Regions from separate parts of the Zea mays genome. Here region 2 is linked to region 1. A link is a contact called in public Hi-C data. All regions are on one chromosome and are shown on one strand. Each heading gives the region's core, a stretch centred on a gene start, on an enhancer-like site or on the middle of the called end of the contact. The rest is flanking DNA. Distances are from core to core; before and after follow the strand shown. Region 1 holds the start of LOC103644331 (protein Brevis radix-like 4). Region 2 holds the start of LOC100273845 (protein SOF1).

What was found. Hi-C and Micro-C count contacts between places; a contact is called where the count stands out from the background.
Region 2: a contact with region 1 is called in a Hi-C map of tassel, with 2.4 times the contacts expected there. The contact joins the promoter of LOC100273845 here to the promoter of LOC103644331 in region 1. A contact is called at or near these places in 2 of 25 Hi-C or Micro-C datasets (leaf and tassel).

What each region holds. Positions count from the first base shown.
Region 1 is chr1:305,976,407-305,979,914 of Zm-B73-REFERENCE-NAM-5.0, reverse strand. It overlaps LOC103644331 (protein Brevis radix-like 4), which reads right to left and starts at 1,352. Exons shown (of 5, transcript XM_008667542.4): 1 at 893-1,352. The coding sequence starts at 1,006.
Region 2 is chr1:306,108,695-306,112,030 of Zm-B73-REFERENCE-NAM-5.0, reverse strand. LOC100273845 (protein SOF1) reads right to left here and starts at 1,945. Exons shown (of 17, transcript NM_001148244.1): 1 at 1,765-1,945; 2 at 1,448-1,537; 3 at 1,250-1,361; 4 at 636-663; 5 at 411-509. The coding sequence starts at 1,830.

The DNA of each region.
Region 1 (3,508 bases), core at 103-2,602:
CAAATCTCACCTGTGGACATATAACATGCATGCTTTACTGACCCCAAAAAAAACAAAAAGAAAAAGGAAAAGAAAAGGGGAAATGCAAATGCTAGAAGAAAAAACAAACAAACAGCAAAGATACTTGTATTAGTACAAGGCAATGCAATGAGGGTTTGAGCTGAAAAACAAAAGCTTCTTTATATTAATTAATTGAAGTGCGTCCTTCGTTCTCTTCCCCCAAGGGAAGGGGAAGGGAATAATGACACAAAGCGAAAGGTGCTAGACTGCTACTCCGTACTACTACGCTGTCTGCGTCTGCTTCTTCTCCCCCTCCTCCGATTAAAGAACAAAGCAACAGTATCGTCAATGCATACCACCAGTATCCAATCCATGCGAGTGTAAGGTGGGCCAACTGGGCATGATTCTGTGTGCCGACACGCGCGCGCGGCGCTCATCCCATCATCATCCTCATTCCCATCCCCCATGGCCATGGCTGTCCTCTCCTCGGTCGCCGCGCCCACCGATCATGACCGATCACGCTGTACTGTATAGTATGGTGGGTGGAATGGTGGATAGATGGATCTCGTCTCGTCCATGGCTGGTGGTGGCTGTGGCTGTGCTGTCCGGGGGGAGCTTGCCTAGGGGCCAACGCCGCCGGACGATGGATCCATGTCGCCTGTTTCGGGGGCACTGTTGCTGCCATGCATGGAATGAATGTCCTACTCGGTACTGTCTACCTGCAGCGACGTACGGTACGGATCGTATAGTAGCTAGCTAGGACGCATCAGCGCAGCGCACGTCGTAACCGTAAGTCCGTAACCCACAACCGGAGAGATGAGAGCGAGCTATCAGCTATGGTGGGTGCCAAGGAGGAGGAGCTCTGGAGCTGGACGTAGTACGTACTACGCACCTGGGAGGTGAGTGACTTCACGGGGTCTCTGCAGCTCGGGGTGTCGCCGCCATGCTCCTCGCGGTCCCGGCCGCCGTCTTCTTCCTTATTGACGCACGCGATGCAGGACAGCATCTTCTCCGCGCGCGGCCGGCCGGCCTCCCGGTACGAAACGACGCTTGTTTGATTGGCTAGACTACCTGCTGCTGGGCTTTGTGTGTATGTATGCTAGCTGTGTGTACGCCCTCAGCTCGTCAAGAGTCGACGATGTATACGCGCGCCACCACCGCAGGAAGAAAGCACGGCGGCGCGCTCTCCGGCCGGCCGGGGGTCGTCCGGGGAAGACGACGACTAGCCACAGTAGTGTTATTTATATATATATGGAAGTGGGACAATGGAAACATGCGCTGGATCCTAGCGAGCTGCAACTGGTACGGTACGGCGGCGACCGGCCGAGCTCGGGCTACCTCAGCTCAGCTCAGCTCCTTTGGAAGTTTGGATAGGATATATATACACACTCACACTAGTAGGTGCAGCTACAGCAAGCGACGGAATGCGCACCAAAAATAATAATAAAAAATCTACGTGGGCCTGGGGAACTCACCAACAGGAGCTAGGATTGCAGTGGAAGCGCGGGTGCTTCCAATCATGATATGTATGGAGTTTCATATTCGAGAAAAAAAACAATCTATAATTAATTAGTAAGGCTTCATTAATAAATTATGCTTTCCGCTGAAAAATATTAAGAACAAATCAATATTGTACTCCATCTTTGTTAGGAAGGTGGCAACTTGTATTAGAAAGGTGGCGCCAGAGGTGTTTGGAGTGACCAAAGGGAGGGGCGATTAATCTAAGGATACTTGATGGTGGACCGAGGATGTTCAAAAGACAATAAAAGCATAAGAAATAATGTTACAGGAGATTGTTCCATGACAGGAGCGAGGTCAACATAGAGGGGTAATATAAGGTGGCAAAGAAGACTGCAAAGCGAGCTATGAATCAGGCATAAAGGGTCGAAACTACTATGATGATCTTTACCAAAGACTAAGTGCAAAGAAAGGGGGAGAAAGATGTCTATAAGATAGCTACGATTCGAGAAAGGAAGACGAGGGACCTCAACCAAGTTAAATGAATTAAGGATGAGATGGATCAACTCTTGGTGAAAGGACAAGACATCAAATAGAGGTGGCAGATGTATTTTGACAATCTTTTTAATGGTGGGAATGAGACTATGGACATCCAATTGGATGACTCATTTAATGATTTAAATAGATGCTTTGTACGCAGGATCCAAGAATCAGAGGTCAAAGAAGCTTTAAAGAGGATGAAATGGGGCAAGGTGATGGGCCTGGATGGTATCCTAATAGAGATGTGAAAATGCCTTGGAATATTGCTATCGTTTGGCTAACCAAGTTGTTCAACCATATTTTTCGATCAAACAGGATGTCCGATGAGTGGATGAGGAGTACATTAGTACCAATCTTCAAGAACAAGGGAGATATTCAAAGTTGTACCAACTATCGAGAGATTAAGCTCATGAGCCACACTATGAAGCTATGGGAGATAGTTATTAGGCATCGTCTGAGAGGAATGACGCATATCACCATGAATGAATTTGGATTCATGCATGTAAGGTCAACCATGCAAGCAATTTTCTTAATAAGGCAGAACATTGAGCGATATAAGGAGCGGAAGAAGTACTTGCACATGGTTTTTATTGACTTGGAAATGGCATATGATAAAATACCTAGGAATCTCATGTGGTGGGCATTGGATAAGCATAAAGTCCCAACAAAGTATATTATGCTCATCAAGGACATGTATGACAAAGCTGTGACTAGTGTCCGAACAACTGATGGTGATACAAATGTTTTCCCGATTAACATATGACTATATAAAGGTTCAACTTTGAGCCCTTATCTATTTGCCTTAGTGATAGATGAGGTCACGAGGGATATATAAGGAGATATCCCTGGTGTATGCTTTATTAGTGATAGATCAGTACTTGCACATCGTTGATGATGTAGTTCTATTAGATGAAAGCCGAGAAGGAGTAAATAGAAAGCTAGAGTTATGGCGTCAGACCCTATAGTCAAAAGGATTTATAATTAGCATGACCAAAACCGAGTATATGACATGTGACTTTGGTAGATGTAAGTTTGGGAGGCCAGATAGTACTAAAGAAGGACACCTTCCGTTATTTGGGATCTCTCCATCAACCATGCATCTAGACTCGTTAGAACCAGTTTATGATATATACCGATACTAATTATAATACACAGTGAAGGTATTTATGCATTGTGGTAGACTGCGTAAAAATCTGTTTTTCATCGCATGCGCACAAATTTAGGATGGCAAGACTGTGAGTTGAAAGAAAATGGATTGGCATGCATGGAAACAAAAAAATTCTGATTTTCAATGCTTTATTTCGTCCATAAATATAGGATCTCTCCAACAGCCGCAGCTAGGCTCGCTAGAACTCGTTTATGATATATACTGATACTAATTATGCTACACATCGAAGTTATTTATACATTGCGGTACACTACGTAAAAATCAACAAACGTTTACATAAAGTGTGAATAAAAATATCATAAACATACAAAAGATGGAAGAAGAGCCATAAACTGACAATTT
Region 2 (3,336 bases), core at 696-3,195, 130 kb before region 1:
GTAAGTGTATGGTAATAAAACAGATAACACAAATAATATAGCTGTTTTACTTTACGCCATGAAACACGCAGTTCCAAAATCAGGTTTTAGACGGAACATGCATAATCTGTATAAACCCTGGAAGGCAGCCCAATGTACTTAGTAAACATGGTTCTAGCCTCTTACCGTCTTACGCATATAAAACACTCCAAAATTAGGCCATTGGTTGATGCTCTAAAATATTGGCATCTTTACGCTTTATTTACCAACCGTAACTATAGTAAGTTCTTCTTGGCTGTATGTAAGTGCATAAGATGTGTGACTGCTACCTACCGTTTAGAGAAGTAAAGCAACTTGACACATATGGAAATCCAGTGGACACTAGAATGCCTCTGTCTAGAAGACAGAAAGTGAATCAACAATTGACTTACGTGCAGTCAACGCCACATGATACAAGAAGATCACCATCTGTGGATGTTGTTAAACCTCTTACAGCACCCTGGTGCCCGGGGAACTGACAAACTGTCTTCCTGTTGTCATTGTTGTAAAAATCACACAAATATAAGCATGAAATATGATATAACTCCAAGAACAAAAGGATGAAACAGATATCAGATGATTAAGGAATGAGGTAGTCCCCAATACTGTAGCAGTACCTCGCAGCAATATCCCAAAGGCGAACATCTGCCAAAAAAACAGAAAGGTGAATTTTACAATTATTATTCAAGTTTCAAGTTGATTGAAGGATGAAGGTAAAACATGGATAAAAAACATAAAAAAATGAAGACGATGGACCATGTTTCAGCGCTTAAGGAGTGGTTAAATTAAATCTATCAGGTTGCAAATTTTCATACAATAGCAGATCCTGATAATAAGGAAGTGAAATGCATGTTTAAGAGCCCTCACAGATAAATTCAGGGAAATATGGCCTTTTGTTTTATAATAACAACCAACTATCATTTCCATTAATGCAAAAATGTCACCGAACCAGTACATAATTAGAAGATGAGGACTGGAAGATTGTCTGTAAAGGAGAAGCATAACAGTAGCTCACTTGAAGCAGCTAGCCAATTACAAAGATGCAAACGAACTCAGGAATACATCCTTACATTAGTATCACCAACAAGGCCGCCCCTTAAAGTTACAAAACCATAAATCTGTTGTGTGTACTTGTGATCATATAGGCGACTGATGCAATTTACCAAGCAGCAGATAATATTGTGAAAACATAGTCAATAAGACAAAAGCTAGTCGAGAAATAGGCACTCACCTCCATCCATTGAACCAGAAAATATTGCTTTCAAATGATTGGGGTTTTTGGCCATGCACGATACCGCGTCAATATGCCCATCCATAGCTCCGATAAATGGCTTAGCAAATATCTGGACAAGTAGAGCATAAAAGGCATCGCCTCAAACAGAAAGTAAAGAAACAAAACATGAATACGGGGAAGGGAGAAGCGGCATACCTTCTCTAACTTGGCAGCATTGAGTGCCCGAGTATACTCAACAGCTTTCTCTTGACTACGAAGCGCTGGATCATAGTTGCGGAATACTTTCTGTTGAGACCAACGAGTGCGTTTCGGAATGTCAGAGGTGGATTGAGGTAAAATTTCATCGATGGCTAAATGATTGTCATGCGGTTGGGCAAAGGCTCCAACCGGCGTTGGAAGTGGGATCCAACAAACTAAAAGGATAGCATAGAATTGTACTCTACAACAACGAGAAGCCGGGTGACCACGACAGTGGTGTCAGCAGAATCGCAGTCGCGACAGGGGTCGCCTACCTGCAGGTCCTGGCTGCGCTCGCGCGTGTAGTCGTCGGTGGAACGCGAAATCACCTTCACCCTCATCGCGCCCTCAAACCGGAGAGCACTTGACGCCGGAGAGGAGCTAAGCTAGGGTTTTCCGCCGCGCGCCGCCTTTTCGTCTCCTAAACCAGCGCCCAACGCCGCCGGGGGAAATCACAGAAGTAGACGTTAGTCGAACGAGGGCTTCTCTACTCCCGGCTTTTCACACGGCCCAGCAGCCTGTACGGTTGTACCAGTCACAGTCTCAGTCCCTACCTTCTATTTCGAACTAATCTCTACTAACTATTAAGGGTACAGTGTAGACTGCCCCCGCCTCAGCAGCCTACCACGCACGTCGCGAATCCCGTGCACGACTGCCCCCGCCGCGATTCCCCTCCTGCCCACGACGAATCCCCCGCCCGAACCGGCCGCACGACCTGCCTCTCCGCCGCGACAGGCGCCGCGCAGACGCCGCACGCCGCACCCGCTCGCCCCCACGCGCTCCCCCTCCCGCCGCCCCTGCTCCCCCCAACCGGGATCTGCGACTGCCGCCATCCTCAAAATGCCGGAGGCCATGGGGTTCGACTGCACGCACCTATCGCGGCTCTAGACGCCATGGGGTTCAACTACGCGCACCGCTCTGCGGTAGACGTCGTCATCGTCGATGTCCTCCTCCGCTACATCACCCACCTGGACTGGCCTGCCGCCTTCCATGCCAACCTTGCCGGCCGCACACTCGCCAACGAGCTCGACGTCGTACATGTGCTCGCAGGTGGTCGGCACCGACACAGACGGCTTCGCGAGCGCGGCGGCCACGAACCGCTGCCTCGTTGGCTTCGGTCCCACGGCCACAAACTGCTGCCTCGTTTGCAATATATTAGCGGCGGCGGCAGATTGCGCGCTAGCGACCGAGACGCAAGAATTCTGCGTCTGTTGCTGCATGTTTGAATGGGTGCAGGTAATATCTTGTATTTCTTGCTGTTATAGATGAAGTATGGACCTGCTCCTCTGGTTCTTCAGCTTTTTTTTGCTTCATCCACACGTTTTCTTGTCTGGGCAGCGCAATCCCATCTCGAGCCGTTCACCTTTTGCAACCGCGGCAAGCAAGTTGTGCGCCGTGGTCTGCACGCAGCCGCAGTCCTGTCCAGCTGAAAATTGAATTCTGAACACATAAGACCTCCATAATCGGCGAGGCGAATCCCGCTGCGGCCGCCGGAAGCGCGCAGCGCAGGGGGCAATGGCTCCTTAATGCTCTCCTGATTCTGTAGGACATATTAGTTTAATTGCTGTTTATCATTTCAAACAGAGCAACTAAACTGATAAGAACATGTAACTGGTACACGGGGTGTGTAATTTACTTTGTCAGTTCGCCAATAATTCGACAATTTAAGCTCCAATATTTGTTGCTTTTGTTAGAAAAAGTGCAACTTTTACATTTTTTCTTGGTTTGCCTCTGGGTTCAACAAATATAGTGAATATGGGTGTGGCACACTCTTCTTTGGGATTTCAGAATGGCACAAGTTCTAGCAGTGACACTGATCCTCTTCCCAACGAGTTGAACATTATGAG